3 separate regions of the Mus musculus genome follow, and regions 1 and 2 are each linked to region 3. Evidence: chromatin contacts called from public HiChIP or PLAC-seq data. All regions are on one chromosome and are shown on one strand. The core of a region is the stretch at or near the end of the contact, and the rest is flanking DNA. Distances in the headings are between cores, read along the strand shown.

Region 1 (4,179 bases), core at 502-3,001, 500 kb after region 3:
GCCTGCCCAAGCTCTCTAGTCTGCTTACTAGAATATCAACTGCTGTGCTTCTGTGCAGCTACAGAAATACATAAAAATCATCAGGACTTCAGGGCCTTGGGCACAGCCTGGGCCTCTAGTAGCTTCTAGTCCCAATTCTCACCATGTGTTGCACTTTGAATTAATACTTCTATGTATAGAGTGATGTCATCATTACTCAGAGTCTTCACAGTAGAACAAAGGGGGGTGTATCCATGGATATTTCTCCAGATTAAAAATGAAAAGGATCCTCAACCATCATTGTCACAACAGATCATCCAAAAGTATACGTTTGGGTGACCTCCGTGTTGAGGTCTTGAGCCCCTAAGTGATTCTGCAGATCAGGAGTTGTAGAATGGGTTCTGGTTTTATCAAGAGCTAGAGCCTTTGATGGTTTGGTGGTCTAGTGCTCTTTGTCCCGTACCCAGGTTTCAACTGCCTTCTTTGACCCAAGTAAAGTAAGAGGTCCATCAGGTTCATCAGGTTCTGCAATGGAACTCAGGTTGCTTTTGTCCCTTCTAATCTTCTTGAAAAAATGCCCTCTCCCCACTCTGACCATATCTTGACACTCACAGGCAGGCTAGAGCCCTCCTGGGCATGGGCTGGTGTGTAGATGTTGATTGAGATACAGGCAGTCCTCGGACATAGAGAAGGGAAACAGGTTCAGTTTCATCTCCTTCAGGCCCTCTGGATACAGTAGTTCAAGATTTTGCAGACACCTAATGAAAAGAGCAGACAGACATTCCAAGACATGAATGGTGATCCAAACCCCATGTGAGTCTGCAGATTTTTATCTCAGCCACATTCAGCTGCTTCTCCTCATGGTGCCTGTGAACACATATCCTCTCTCTAAGTCCTTTCCACCCAATGAAAAAGCCGCAGGGCCTGTGAAAGCTGTGTCGGGGCCAGATTATTAGGGAGACTGCCAGTCGTGTGGACCCTGGGTTATCTTTCTGAGTCTGGGATAGAGAAACATCTAGATGTCAATATGGAAATGAATGGCTGTCTGTACTGACATTCATGGGATTGTATTAGAATAAAAAAGTGAGCTAAGCATTAGCAGGCAAGCAAGCATTTTCTAGTCTCTGTTCCTGGGTATGTCTGTGATGTGAGCAGTTCCTGTAGTTTTGATTCTCTGTGCTTACCAAAGGGTGGATTGTAATCTGGAGCCTCTAATAGTGGCTTTCTCCCCTATCTTGCTTTTATCAGTACTTTGTTACAGCAACAGAAAACAAATTAAGGTTGAAATATTGGAGTGTTGGACTCATACAGCTACCAGAGGATTCAGTGGACAATGCTGCCTTAAAGGGTAGTGAGTAGTCCTTCATCGCAAGTGCAGACTCTCAGGGAACTTCTTTTGCCTGAAGTGTCTCCAGTGGGAATTAATTATATACACGTGTTTCCTGGTTAATGGCACTTGGCCCAATAGGTTGTCATAGTGACCATGAGAGTGGGGTTAGCACGGATTGATCATTGTTGCACTCCTCAGTTACCTGAAGTTTATTCTTCTGGATTCAGGGATGACCAATGCCTAATAGGTCACATTAACTCATGCCTGGAGATCCCTCCTACTGAGACACAGACACCAGGCTTAATTTTAATCTGTGAACAATTTTATCTTTGTTCTTCTCAACAGAGCCTGCAGTTCAATATCATCCTGGGTAGAGTGGGCAGACCTTGGAAACTGCTACCAACAGGGAGGCACCTGCCACATAAACCCTGGGCAGCATGCCTGTATCTGCCATGCTGCATATGCAGGAGGTTCTGTGAGACAGCTCAGAATGAGAGTGCTTTCAGACCTTGCCACACTGCGGTTTGTGCCAGGATGGAACAACGGCTACTCCTGCTTCTGTGTGCCTGGATACCAAGGAAGGCATTGTGACTGGAACATGGATAAATATGTTTCTTACCCCTGTGTGATTGGTGCTGTATGCCTCAATATATAGGAAGATACGCATGTGTCTGTCCTCAATAGTATTTTGGTATAAACTGAGTTGGAAATTCCTGACTGTGGATCCCAGCCATTTCTATATGGAGCCACAAGTCAGGATGCTCTTGGGGCTCACATCTGTGACTATGCACCTGGATTCCTTGGAGATCACTGTGAATCCAACTTTGAATGTGCCGCTCAATCATATCTGCATGGAGATCTATGTATGGATAGTGGAAACAACACAGTGTCTGCAGAAGTACTGGATTCACAGGGACACATTGTGAGACCTTGATGCCTCCCTCCCTCTGTGTTGGCCAAAGCCTTGTCACAATAAAACAACCCGTTAAGACACTGTTGACATCTATATTCATCACTTCTGGCCTGGATACACAGATGTCCTTTGTGAGACAGACATAAATGAAACTAGTAGCAACCCCTGCCAATTTAGGGGGGAATGGTCTGAGCTGTTCTCAAAAGATCTATTCAGACATATTGCAGGCCTGCCTTCCTCCTTGGGGCTGCAGGCTATGTTTGTTTCTGTCAACTTGGATTCACAGACAGAAGCCTAGAATAACTGTCCTCTGGAAGGCTTCACCCAGCAGCTGATCAAAACAGATGCATAGACCCACAGCAAACATTAGCTGGAGCTTGAGAAGTCTTGTAGAAGAGTTGGGGGAAGAATTGAAGAATTCAGAGAGGATAGGGACTCCACAAGAAGACCAACAGTGTGAACTAACCTGGAGTTTTGGGCACTCTCAGAGATTAAACCACCAACCAAAGAGCATACAAAGGCTGGACCTAGGTCCCCTGCACATTTGTAGCAGATGTACAGCTTGGTCTTCATGTGGGTCCCCCAAAATGAAAGCAGGGCCTTACCCTGACTTCATTGCCTGTGTCTGGATCCTACTCCCCTCTCCCCTAACTGGGCCAGTTTGTCTGGCCTCAGTGGGAAAGGATACACATAGTCCCGCAGTGGCACGAGGTGCCAGCATGGGTTGCTTCATTGTAAGGGACCTCCCCCTTCTTCGAGGTGAAGAGGAACTACATAAGGGGGCGCTGGGAAGAGAGGGGGAACTGGAATCCAATGTAATATGAAAAAATAAATTAATGGAAAAAATAGTACCTGCATCTAGCTCCCTATGAGTGCCAAGTTCTGATTCAGAAGCCTGGCCTAGTTGTTCTACTCAACCTTAGCACAGCACCAGAAAAACCCATGGGGCACTCATCCCCAAAGAGAGAAAACTGCTGTGTCACTGAGATGGATGAGACCCTTCAGCATGGCCCAGAACCCAGAACACAGTCTGCCTGAAACCCTCTGGGACCCATAACTTACATGGCCGGATGTGCAGTTCCATCTCTCACACCACTCCATGGTTCAGGGGCCTCAGGAGGTGCAAAGCGCAGTGGTCCTACAGGAGGCTTGGCAAAGGGGATTCCCAGGAAGGCGTGGACACCAGATTTAGTGTCCTTCACTTGGACGAGCCTGCCTCGGACCTGGCCAGTGTGTGTGTTTCTGATGGGGTTGGCCTCTGGTGAGTTGTGACCTGGTGGAGAGATGCCATCTGGGTTAGTTTTCTGTAATCAGATGCCAGCAGATTGTGAGATTCCCATCTCATTGTTACCAGAGCACAGGAGAAAGGAACCCAAGCTCCCCCACCCCAGGCCCCAAGTGCCCGCTCAGTTTACCTGTGGGGTATGAATGTGGGAGTTACCCTATCTCTCAGGACCAGAAACCTTTCCTATTACCCCTTTGAAGGGTCCCAGAGCATTTCTCTGGTTAAAGAGGTCACAGACTCAGAGCCCTTTGGCCACATGAATTCATGATTATTAGCACTGTTATCCAAAGCTCAGTAGTAGTTACAGTCATAGCCAGACACTGAGGAGGGAAAAATACCTGCACATTTTTTCCTTGAATTCCCTGCTATTCTCTCCAGAGCTCCTAATACTAAACTGTCTCTTCACTATAGAGTGATCTTAGATGTCTCTGGCCCTCTAGATCCACAAAATGTGTGTGTTTTTGTTGAAGAATTGGTAGGCACATTTCTCATACTTTTATCCTCAAGCTGTGGGACATGACCATTGGAAAACACATATTTCCATGCTCATAGGAATTGAGAAACCACTCAAAAGCAACATTACAGTTAGGAAGTTGTAATGAAAATAAACGCATGTCCAGGTGATTCTAATACCATCAGAAATATGGTGTTTCAATGGTCATGACCCACAGG
Region 2 (4,111 bases), core at 400-2,899, 290 kb after region 3:
AATAGTAGCTTTCTCCCCTAAGTTGCTTTTGTCCGTACTTTATTACAGCAACAGAAAACAATCTAAGATCCCCATATTAGAGTGTTGAACTTACACAGCTACTAGAGGATTGATTCAGTGGACAATGCTGCCCTAAAGGGTAGTGAGTAGTCCTTCATCACATGTGCAGACTCTCAAGGAACTTCTCTTGTCTGCAGTGTCTCTACAGGGAATTAATTACATATACTTGTTCCCTGGCCAATGACACTTGGCCATATAGGTTGTCACAGTGACTGTGAGGGTAGAGTTATCAAGTATCCGTCATTGCTGCACACCTCAGTGATCTGGAGTATATTCTCCTGATTTCAGAGGCAATGCTGTCTAATAGGTCACATTAACTCATACCTGGAGATCCCTCCCATTGTGGCAGAGAACACTGGGCATAATCTGAATCCTTGAACAATTTTATCTTAGCTCATCTCAATCTTGCCTGATGCTAACTTTCTCTGAGTGCCAAGCTCTGACCCAGAAGCCTGGCACAGTTGTTCTCATCAGGCTTAGCACATCATCAGAAAAATGCACGGGGCACTCATCCACAAAGAGAGAAAACTGCTCTGTAGCTGAAACGAATGAGACACTTCAGCATGGCCCAGAGCTCAGAGCACAGTCTCCCCCAGTACCTGAAACCCTCTGGGTCCAGAACTTACATGGCTGGCTGTGAGGTTCCATCTCTCACACCACTCCATGGCTCAGGGGCCTCAGGAGGTGCAAAGCGCAGTGGTCCTACAGGAGGCTTGGCAAAGGGGATTCCCAGGAAGGTGTGGACACCAGCTTTAGTGTCCTTCACGTGAATGAGCCTGCCTTGGACCTGGCCAGAGTGTGTGCTTCTGATGGGGCTGGTCTCTGGTGAGTCGTGACCTGGTAGAGAGAGAGATGCTTCAGGGTTAGTTTTCTGTAATCAGTTGCCACAAGGTTGTGGGAGTTCCTATCTCACTGTTATCAGGGCACAGGCAAAGGGAACCCATAACCGCCTCCCTAGTTCAGTTGTAGGGTGTGAGTGTGGAAACTCCTTTATCCCTCAGACCTTGGATCCTTTCCTATTCCTATTTTGAAGGGCTCTACAGCGTTTCTGTAGGCCAAAGAACCATTTGGCTATACGAATTATTATTATTATTATTATTATTATTATTATTAAAAGGTAAGTTGTAGCTATATACCAAGAAAAGAAAATGACTTCTCATTTTCATTTGAATTGTCTAGCATTTTCTCTAGAGCTCCTTACAGTGAACTGTCTCCTCAGTATGGAGTGATCTTAGATGTCTCTGACTCTGTATGCTAGTGGGCTCATAAAATCTGAGGGTTTTGGTCAGTGAATCGGGAGGCACAGGTTTCCCACACTTTTAGCTGTCATTTCCAAACCCTTCCCCCTGCCCTGTGCCTTCCCTCCCACAAGCTCAGCTCTGACATGCAGAAGTTGGCAGCTCTGACTCCAGTCATTCCCCATGCCAGTTTAGTGAGCCTCACCCTGCACATGGCCGAGGAGAAGCAGGAGTCCAAAGAACACAGCATCCAGCCAGCTATGCATTTGGTTCCGTGGCATGGCCGGCTCTCAGGCTCTGAGTCTGTGCTGCTAGGAGGACCACGTTTCACAAACAGGAAGCAGAATATGTGAGCCTTGCCCAGGCAGGAATTTGAGCCAAAAAGATAAAGGTGGAGCAAGTTCTCATTGTAGAAGAACTGTTTAGTCAGAAGTAACTGGAGCCAATGGCCTGGAGGCAGGGCAAAGTCGCTGTATTTATCAGGATTTTCCAGAGTAGCAGGGCTTATAGAATGAATCTCTCTACATAAATATATAGAAACTGGATTTATTAGAACAACTTACAGGCAATGGCGCTAGTAATTGAACCGTGTCTAGCTATGAATAGAAAGAATCCAGCAGTTGCTCAATCCACAAGGTTGGATGTCTCATCTGGTCTTCAGTCGATGCTGAAATCCTGGAGAAGTAGGCTCTAATGCCAGTTAAGGACTGGACTTGCTAGCAAGGTGGGAGCAAGCAGGCAAAGATCCAAATATTCTATCTAGTTTCCCCTCTGAAAATCCCCTATCCTCTCCCCCCTCCTTCTGCTTCTGCTTCCTGGCCCAGGCATTCCCCTATACTGGGGCATAGAACCTTTACAGGACCAAGAGCCTCTCCTCCCATTGATGACCAACTAGGCCATCCTCTGCTACATATGCAGCTAGAGCCATGATTCCCTCTTTGATTGGTGGTTTAGTCCCAGGGACCTCTGGGGTTACTGGTTAGTTCATATTGTTGTTCCTCCTAGGGACAGGCATGTGCTTCCTTACCTCAAATGTTCAGACTAAAAGTAAATTTGTCTACTTCAAACCAAGCAAACAACCTCTCACTGGTGTACTCTCCATTTCCAGATTCTAGATGTAGTCAAGTTGATAGCAAGAATAGCCATCAGGGTTGCCTCTGCTGTTTCTGTTCCCTCTTTGGCCTCCCAGAAAGGCATATCATGGATTCTAGAGATCATCTGGGATACCAGAAATGCTGTCCCCTCACCTGGGCAGGAAGCGCTAACAGGAGCTCTAACAGTGAGAAGGTCATAGTCAAGATGTCACAGGAGAATCAGGCAAATGCGGGAGCTCTGAGTGTGACATTCATTTTCAAGACTCCCCTGACCTTTGAAAACTCAGTTTTCTGAGTCTGCTTCCAGGGTCCCTGGTCCCTATGATGATATTAGGGTATACATGGACCCTCCTTGTTAGGTTACATTCCTTTCATCATAACACACTGCAATTCTGGAGCATTTCAAGTCCGCAGCCCCTGTTCATTATGATGTGTCTCCTCTGCTGGCCAAGATCAACTTCACAGTTATTTATTAACTTAATCGATATTTTTAATGTTTGCATTTATTTATGTATTGTGCTCATGTATATATTATGAAGGTTCTTCCATGCCATGGATCACATATGGAGATAAAAGGAGAATTTGTGTAAGTTCGTATTCTCATACTGTGTGGACCACAAAGTGATACTTGGGTCATCAGGGTTGGAGGGACATTTTCTTACCACACCCTAGTCAATCTCATTCTTATCCATATGACCAGTATTTAATTGGGCCTTAATGGTTCCAATACTGGGTTAAATCTATGATAAAGCCAAATACATCAATGTATAAATAGAAGTTTCAGAATTACAAAGAAGCCTGGCAGGTTAAATTAAGGAATGCATGACCAGGAGCCCATATCCAGTCCAGCCTGACTCTCTGGAGGAAGTTTCGTGGGTCTCAGTGTCAGATAGTATTTAGTGAGAATTAACCTTGATTACAAATTATGATTACAGTCTTTATTATCCAAATACTAATCCAGAGCCTACAGAATGTCACTACAGGACTTCTTCGTTGTGTCTCTCTGCTTCCCTGGCATAACCCAGCATGTTTTTTCCTTCCTTCTCTAAGCAACAGGGGCTTCTTTGATTCAATTTCACCCCTCCAATGTACTCTTGTCCTGTCTGTCGTCTAAGCCTTTCTTGGTAGCTGTTCTCTCTATACCAAGTTCCCTGAACAAAGAATTGCTGGACCATGAGGGCTGAGAAGTTCCCGGTTCCTCCAATCTTGGGATGGAGAAGCCAGATCCCAATGGATGCTGGGTGTCCCTGTGCTTCTTAATCCCAGACATTTCTGTAGCTCAGCTGGGGAAATCCCTGTGTGCTCTGCTCCTCACTGCACCATCACTCAGAGGCCCCGTGTCAATGATGGCCATGGCCACAGTGAAAATGTGAAATGAAGAAGGCATTCAGGTTCTGCTTTGTGGAAAGAAGGACTGAGTAGGGGGATCATGAGAGATAGAGACAGAGATACAAGAGACAGAGACAGAGATAAACAGAGAGTCAGGCACAAGCACAGAGATAGAGAGAAGTAGAGGCTCAACTCCATGAAAATACCTTCAATGACTTACTACTATATGCCCATTCCGTATAACCAAGTTTAAGACCCATACAGCCAAGCGTTGGCAAAGACATGGAGCCACTGGCCCTTTCATTAGTGGCTGGAGGACATAGTCATTATAGATGACAGTTTGACAGTTTCTTAACCTACGATTGAATAATTCTACCTGCAGGTCTTTAG
Region 3 (4,545 bases), core at 525-3,024:
GTCTTTTACTGCCTTCTACCCGGCACCCAAGCCTAATTTTAAAAAAGGATTTAGAAATGAAAAAAGAACAAGGGATGTGTACATAAAATGCCCCTTTCTGCCACACAGTTGCTGGGTGGAAAGTCCAGAGCAGCATAGAGACCAAGGAGTTCAGATCCTAACTCCCTGCCCCACCTCCTGACCCCATATACCACACCTGCACATCTGTGTGTGCATACGTGCACACCTATCCCCAAAGTTCCTCCTTCCGTGGCTGTTTAGAGACTCCAGAGTTTGACCCTGCCCCTTATTATGAGACAATGTCTTATGTAGCTCAGGTTGGCATCAAGTTCCCTGTGAAACCAGGGATGGCCCTGAACTTCTAACCCTCCTGAGTGCTGGGGTTACAGGCATGTACCACCGTGCCTACTTTATAGAACGCTCGAGCTTAAACTCGGGGCTTCTCACATGCTAGGTCTGCAACCGAGTCACACCCTCAGCCTTCCAGAGTTGGGATTTTATAACAAGGCCAGTGAGACACCTTTGGAGGCCTTTGGGCAGGAAGCCTGGAGAGGAGAGAGGCCAAGACAGAGATAGATAGAGAATGGGATGAATATCAACAGCTGCTTGGGAGGAAGAATGCAACAGGCCAGTGTCCTTGGCTGAGGACTAGGGCAAGCTGATGGCCAGGAGTCATATTTGCCAGTGGGATGAAGGCCTGGGGAGACCCTGATCACTCTATTCACTAAGAATGACTATCCTGGTGACTCTGGAGCTCAGCTGTCTCTATAGTTCCCCAATTGAGGAAACCAATCAAGAATGGAGCTGGAATACTAGTGTAGGCTTGTAATCCCAACACTTTGGGCGTCATTAGCTTGAGGCTATGCAGGGTACATAACACAGCTTATCCTCAGAACCCTAAAAGACTAGTGGGCAGGTAAGAGTGGGTGGTTTGGCCTGGATGACAAAGCAGCTCAGAGGTAGGAAAACCAGGGGATCTAGAAAACAGCCTACCTGGGCTCAATGGGCTCTTCTAGAAGCCTCCCGCAAACACCAATCCCTGACACCCCAAACTGTACTGCAGAGGCAACAGCATGGGCAGTTCTACCTCAAGGATGCTATGTTGGGGAGCAGGAACGGGCATGGAGTGACAGGAATGAAGAGCTTGTCTGGGAAATTACTGTAGGCAGAAGTGGTTCCATTTCCTGTATCCAGTGGATGAAGAGAACAAAGGAGCGCTGGGTGGGAGATTCCTGGGGGCAGTGCGTTCTGGCTGTGTCAACCTGGGGCAAGTCACTTAGCTCACTAAGTATTGGTCCTCTTTGGGTAGAGCTGCTGGTAAGTCTGCAGGAACAGAACTTGCTGTCTTGATTGTTCGGGTGTGTATGCTTGTGTTTACTGGTGGCAAGCAGGGCAGAGTTCGGAGGGCATCCCCCACGACCAGACCACCAGCGCGAGGAGTAAGGAGACAGCTTTATATTATTGGGGCAATTCGTGGCTCCTGCTTGGTGAACCAGGGCTGCTGAAAGAGATTTTCTGAAAGATGGCCCGGTATGGCGGCCAGAAGAGCTGAAAGTTAAAGCACTCAGGCTTAGGGGTTGGGGGCCTATCAGCTGTCTACTTCTTGAGCTTAGAAACTCGGAGTTCCAGCGTCCTATCAAAAATACTAGGCTTTCTCAGCAAGAGTCTCCCGTGAGAGGCCCTCTCAGGGACCAGCCCACAGTCAGAGATGGCACTCCCTGCACCAAGGCGGAGCTGAGCTCCAGATGTCGGGGCGTACACAGCTGGAGGATCACGTGGCACGGCCTCAGCCCCCTTCCTGCCAACGCTGCATTTGGCTCAAGCCGGGGTCATGGCTGCCCTTGGGACCCTGAACTGACAGTTTCAGGGGTTGTCACCCCTCCCCCGCGGTCAAGCGTGAGTGCTGGGGTCCTAAGGACCAAGGTCAGAGGCGGGGAGGGGGAAAGGTAGAAGGGACCCAGCTTTGATGCACTGGATGGGTGGGTAAGGGGGCGGTAGGGGAGAGGCCTGCGTCACCCTGTCCAGACTTTGGCATCCTTTCTGGGCTGGAGCTGAGGTTAGAAGCTGAACTTTTTGTCCCTTAGGCTGCTGCGGTGGGGGCAGGGGCAGGGACGGAGGTCGACAGAGTGGATGAAGGAAGGATAGAGGGCCCTGTGAAGGGCGGGGCTGGACATGAGGAGGAGGAGGAGGCCGCGCCTTTGCCCAGACGCGTGGCTTACGCTGCTGCTCAGCGCCGCCCTCGGACTCCTGCTCTACGCGCAGCGCGACGTGGCATCCCCCACGACCAGACCACCAGCGCGAGGACCCCAGCTCCCGCGGCCCACTCCTAGCCTCCGAGCACGCGAGCTCCCTAACACCGCCCGCGCGGCCCCGCTGGCCTACGAGGGGGACACTCCGGTGCCGCCCACACCTACGGACCCCTTTGACTTCGGCGGGTATCTGCGCGCCAAGGACCAACGGCGCTTCCCGCTGCTCATTAACCAGCGTCGCAAATGCCGCAGCGACGGCGCATCCGGCGGTTCGCCGGACCTGCTCATCGCTGTCAAGTCTGTGGCTGCGGACTTTGAGCGGCGGGAAGCCGTTCGCCAGACTTGGGGAGCCGAGGGTCGCGTGCAGGGGGCACTCGTGCGCCGAGTGTTCTTGTTGGGCGTGCCCAAGGGGGCGGGCTCTGGCGGGGCAGGCACCCGTTCGCACTGGCGCACCCTGCTGGAGGCGGAGAGCCGAGCTTATGCAGACATTCTGCTCTGGGCTTTCGAAGACACCTTTTTCAATCTAACGCTGAAGGAGATTCACTTTCTATCTTGGGCCTCAGCATTCTGTCCAGATGTACACTTTGTTTTTAAGGGCGATGCAGATGTGTTCGTGCACGTGAGGAACCTGCTGCAGTTTCTGGAGCTCCGGGATCCCGCACAGGACCTTCTTGCGGGTGATGTGATTGTGCAGGCAAGGCCAATCCGAGCTAGAGCCAGCAAGTACTTCATTCCCCGGGCTGTGTATGGACTGCCCGTTTACCCTGCCTACGCAGGTGGCGGCGGCTTTGTTCTTTCGGGAGCCACGCTCCGCCGCCTAGCTGATGCTTGCTCACAAGTTGAGCTCTTTCCCATAGACGATGTCTTTCTAGGCATGTGTTTGCAGCGCTTGCGGCTCACACCAGAGCCTCATCCAGCGTTTCGCACCTTTGGCATCTCCCAGCCTTCAGCTGCACCTCATCTTCGAACCTTTGACCCCTGTTTCTACCGAGAACTGGTGGTAGTACATGGGCTGTCTGCAGCTGACATCTGGCTTATGTGGCGCTTGTTGCATGGGCCTCAGGGCCCAGTCTGTGCACATCCGCAGCCTGTGGCAACAGGTCCCTTCCAATGGAATTCTTAGTTATCTCTCACGGTATCAAACTTCTCTTACTCAGCTGCAGGACAGAACATGAAAGAACCCAAAGGGGTTTTCCATGTGGGTTTATGGTGTACATGACTTTTCTCCAGATCACTCACTGAGAGAGCTAGGGCTGGGATGAAACAAACACAAGTGGATATACCCATAGCCAGGCCTCAGCCCTCGTGGACCTGGCAGGCATTTTCGTATAGTTACTAGCTTCCTTCCTTCTCTCATTGGATTCCCAGTGGCCATATCTTATCTGTTCCCTTTGAGGTCTGGTGTTAGAGCTAACTAAGCCCTTCAGGTCGAGGTTTGCCTGTAGCATGTGGGGCGGGGCCATCATGTGTCACCGTCTTGCCCACTATACACACACACACAAAACCATGCCAGTGTACTTCTGAAGGGTGACCCATCCCCCTCCCGGAAGGAGTCCTAAGATTCCTCCACTATAAGATTGCTCATATTCTTCAACTCCAGCTTCAAGGAAATCAACAGCTCACATTTTAGTACAAACAGCCCAGTGGCAGCACATGGCACGCTGTCACTGTGGGCATAGGTGCTTTATTGGAAGGGGGACGAGGAAGTCTCCTCTGATCACGAGGATGGGAAGAGTCCTGGCTACCCTGACAGTGGGATGTGCAGGGTCTCTGGCCAGACGAAGGTCCAAATGGGAAGACACCTGTCAAATCAGTCATGGGAGTGCCACACAGGCCTGGCTGTAGGCCCAGGAACCATACAGACAGCTGGGGCAGGTCCCCTGCACATTCATCATGAACTATACAAGATGAGGCTGTACATGAGTTAATTACAAAAGTCATTATTTACAAAAATCTGTACACACATTTGAAAAACTCACAAAATTGTCATCTATGTATCACAAGTTGCTAGACCAAAATATTAAAAATGGGATAAAATTATATGTTTCTCTTCTCAATTCTTTTCAAAAGGATTACTATTTTAAAGCACATATATGCTACTTCCCATTAGCAAGACCCATGTAAGAAACCAAGCAGCCTAGTGTTCCTTGAGCCTCTAGGCCTCAAACCAAGTAGCCAGGCCAGGCCAGGCCAGTGCCCAGAACTAGGGCAAGGAGCTGGCCCACAGTGCATAACAGAATGCTGTAATGTAACAAAAGGAGGAAGGTGTCTTTGGCTAACACTTTGGCATTAAATA

Evidence for each region. HiChIP or PLAC-seq counts read pairs in DNA pulled down with a chosen protein or histone mark.
Region 1: an H3K27ac HiChIP or PLAC-seq map of oligodendrocyte precursor cells shows a contact between it and region 3, with 6 times the contacts expected there. The contact joins the enhancer-like site here to the promoter of B3gnt9 in region 3. A contact is called at or near these places in 2 of 39 promoter capture datasets (cranial neural crest and hippocampal neurons), 1 of 484 Hi-C or Micro-C datasets (Sertoli cells) and 4 of 115 datasets of contacts at active chromatin or transcription factors (bone marrow-derived macrophages, embryonic forebrain, oligodendrocyte precursor cells and 1 more).
Region 2: an H3K4me3 HiChIP or PLAC-seq map of fetal liver shows a contact between it and region 3, with 4 times the contacts expected there. The contact joins the promoter of Ces2g here to the promoter of B3gnt9 in region 3. A contact is called at or near these places in 1 of 39 promoter capture datasets (erythroid cells), 1 of 484 Hi-C or Micro-C datasets (nephron progenitors) and 1 of 115 datasets of contacts at active chromatin or transcription factors (fetal liver).

Annotation. Positions count from the first base shown.
Region 1 is chr8:104,755,988-104,760,166 of GRCm38.p6, reverse strand. It overlaps the pseudogene Gm6831 and the pseudogene Gm18475. Among named protein-coding and RNA genes, the nearest start is that of Ces2a, 24 kb to the right of the region's middle. Within about 2 kb of position 1,751, at least 16 of the 459 cell types and tissues checked have an H3K27ac peak or open chromatin away from gene starts, as enhancers often do. A contact at or near this core is called in hippocampal neurons and oligodendrocyte precursor cells, where this site is marked.
Region 2 is chr8:104,959,256-104,963,366 of GRCm38.p6, reverse strand. Ces2g (carboxylesterase 2G) reads right to left here and starts at 1,649. Exons shown (of 12, transcript NM_197999.2): 1 at 1,504-1,649; 2 at 687-897. The coding sequence starts at 1,579. It also overlaps a transcript of Ces2f not described here.
Region 3 is chr8:105,252,382-105,256,926 of GRCm38.p6, reverse strand. It overlaps B3gnt9 (UDP-GlcNAc:betaGal beta-1,3-N-acetylglucosaminyltransferase 9), which reads left to right and starts at 1,774. Exons shown (of 2, transcript NM_178879.4): 1 at 1,774-1,896; 2 at 2,085-4,289. The coding sequence starts at 2,173. The coding sequence ends at 3,372. It overlaps D230025D16Rik (RIKEN cDNA D230025D16 gene), which reads right to left. Exons shown (of 16, transcript NM_145604.3): 16 at 3,874-4,545.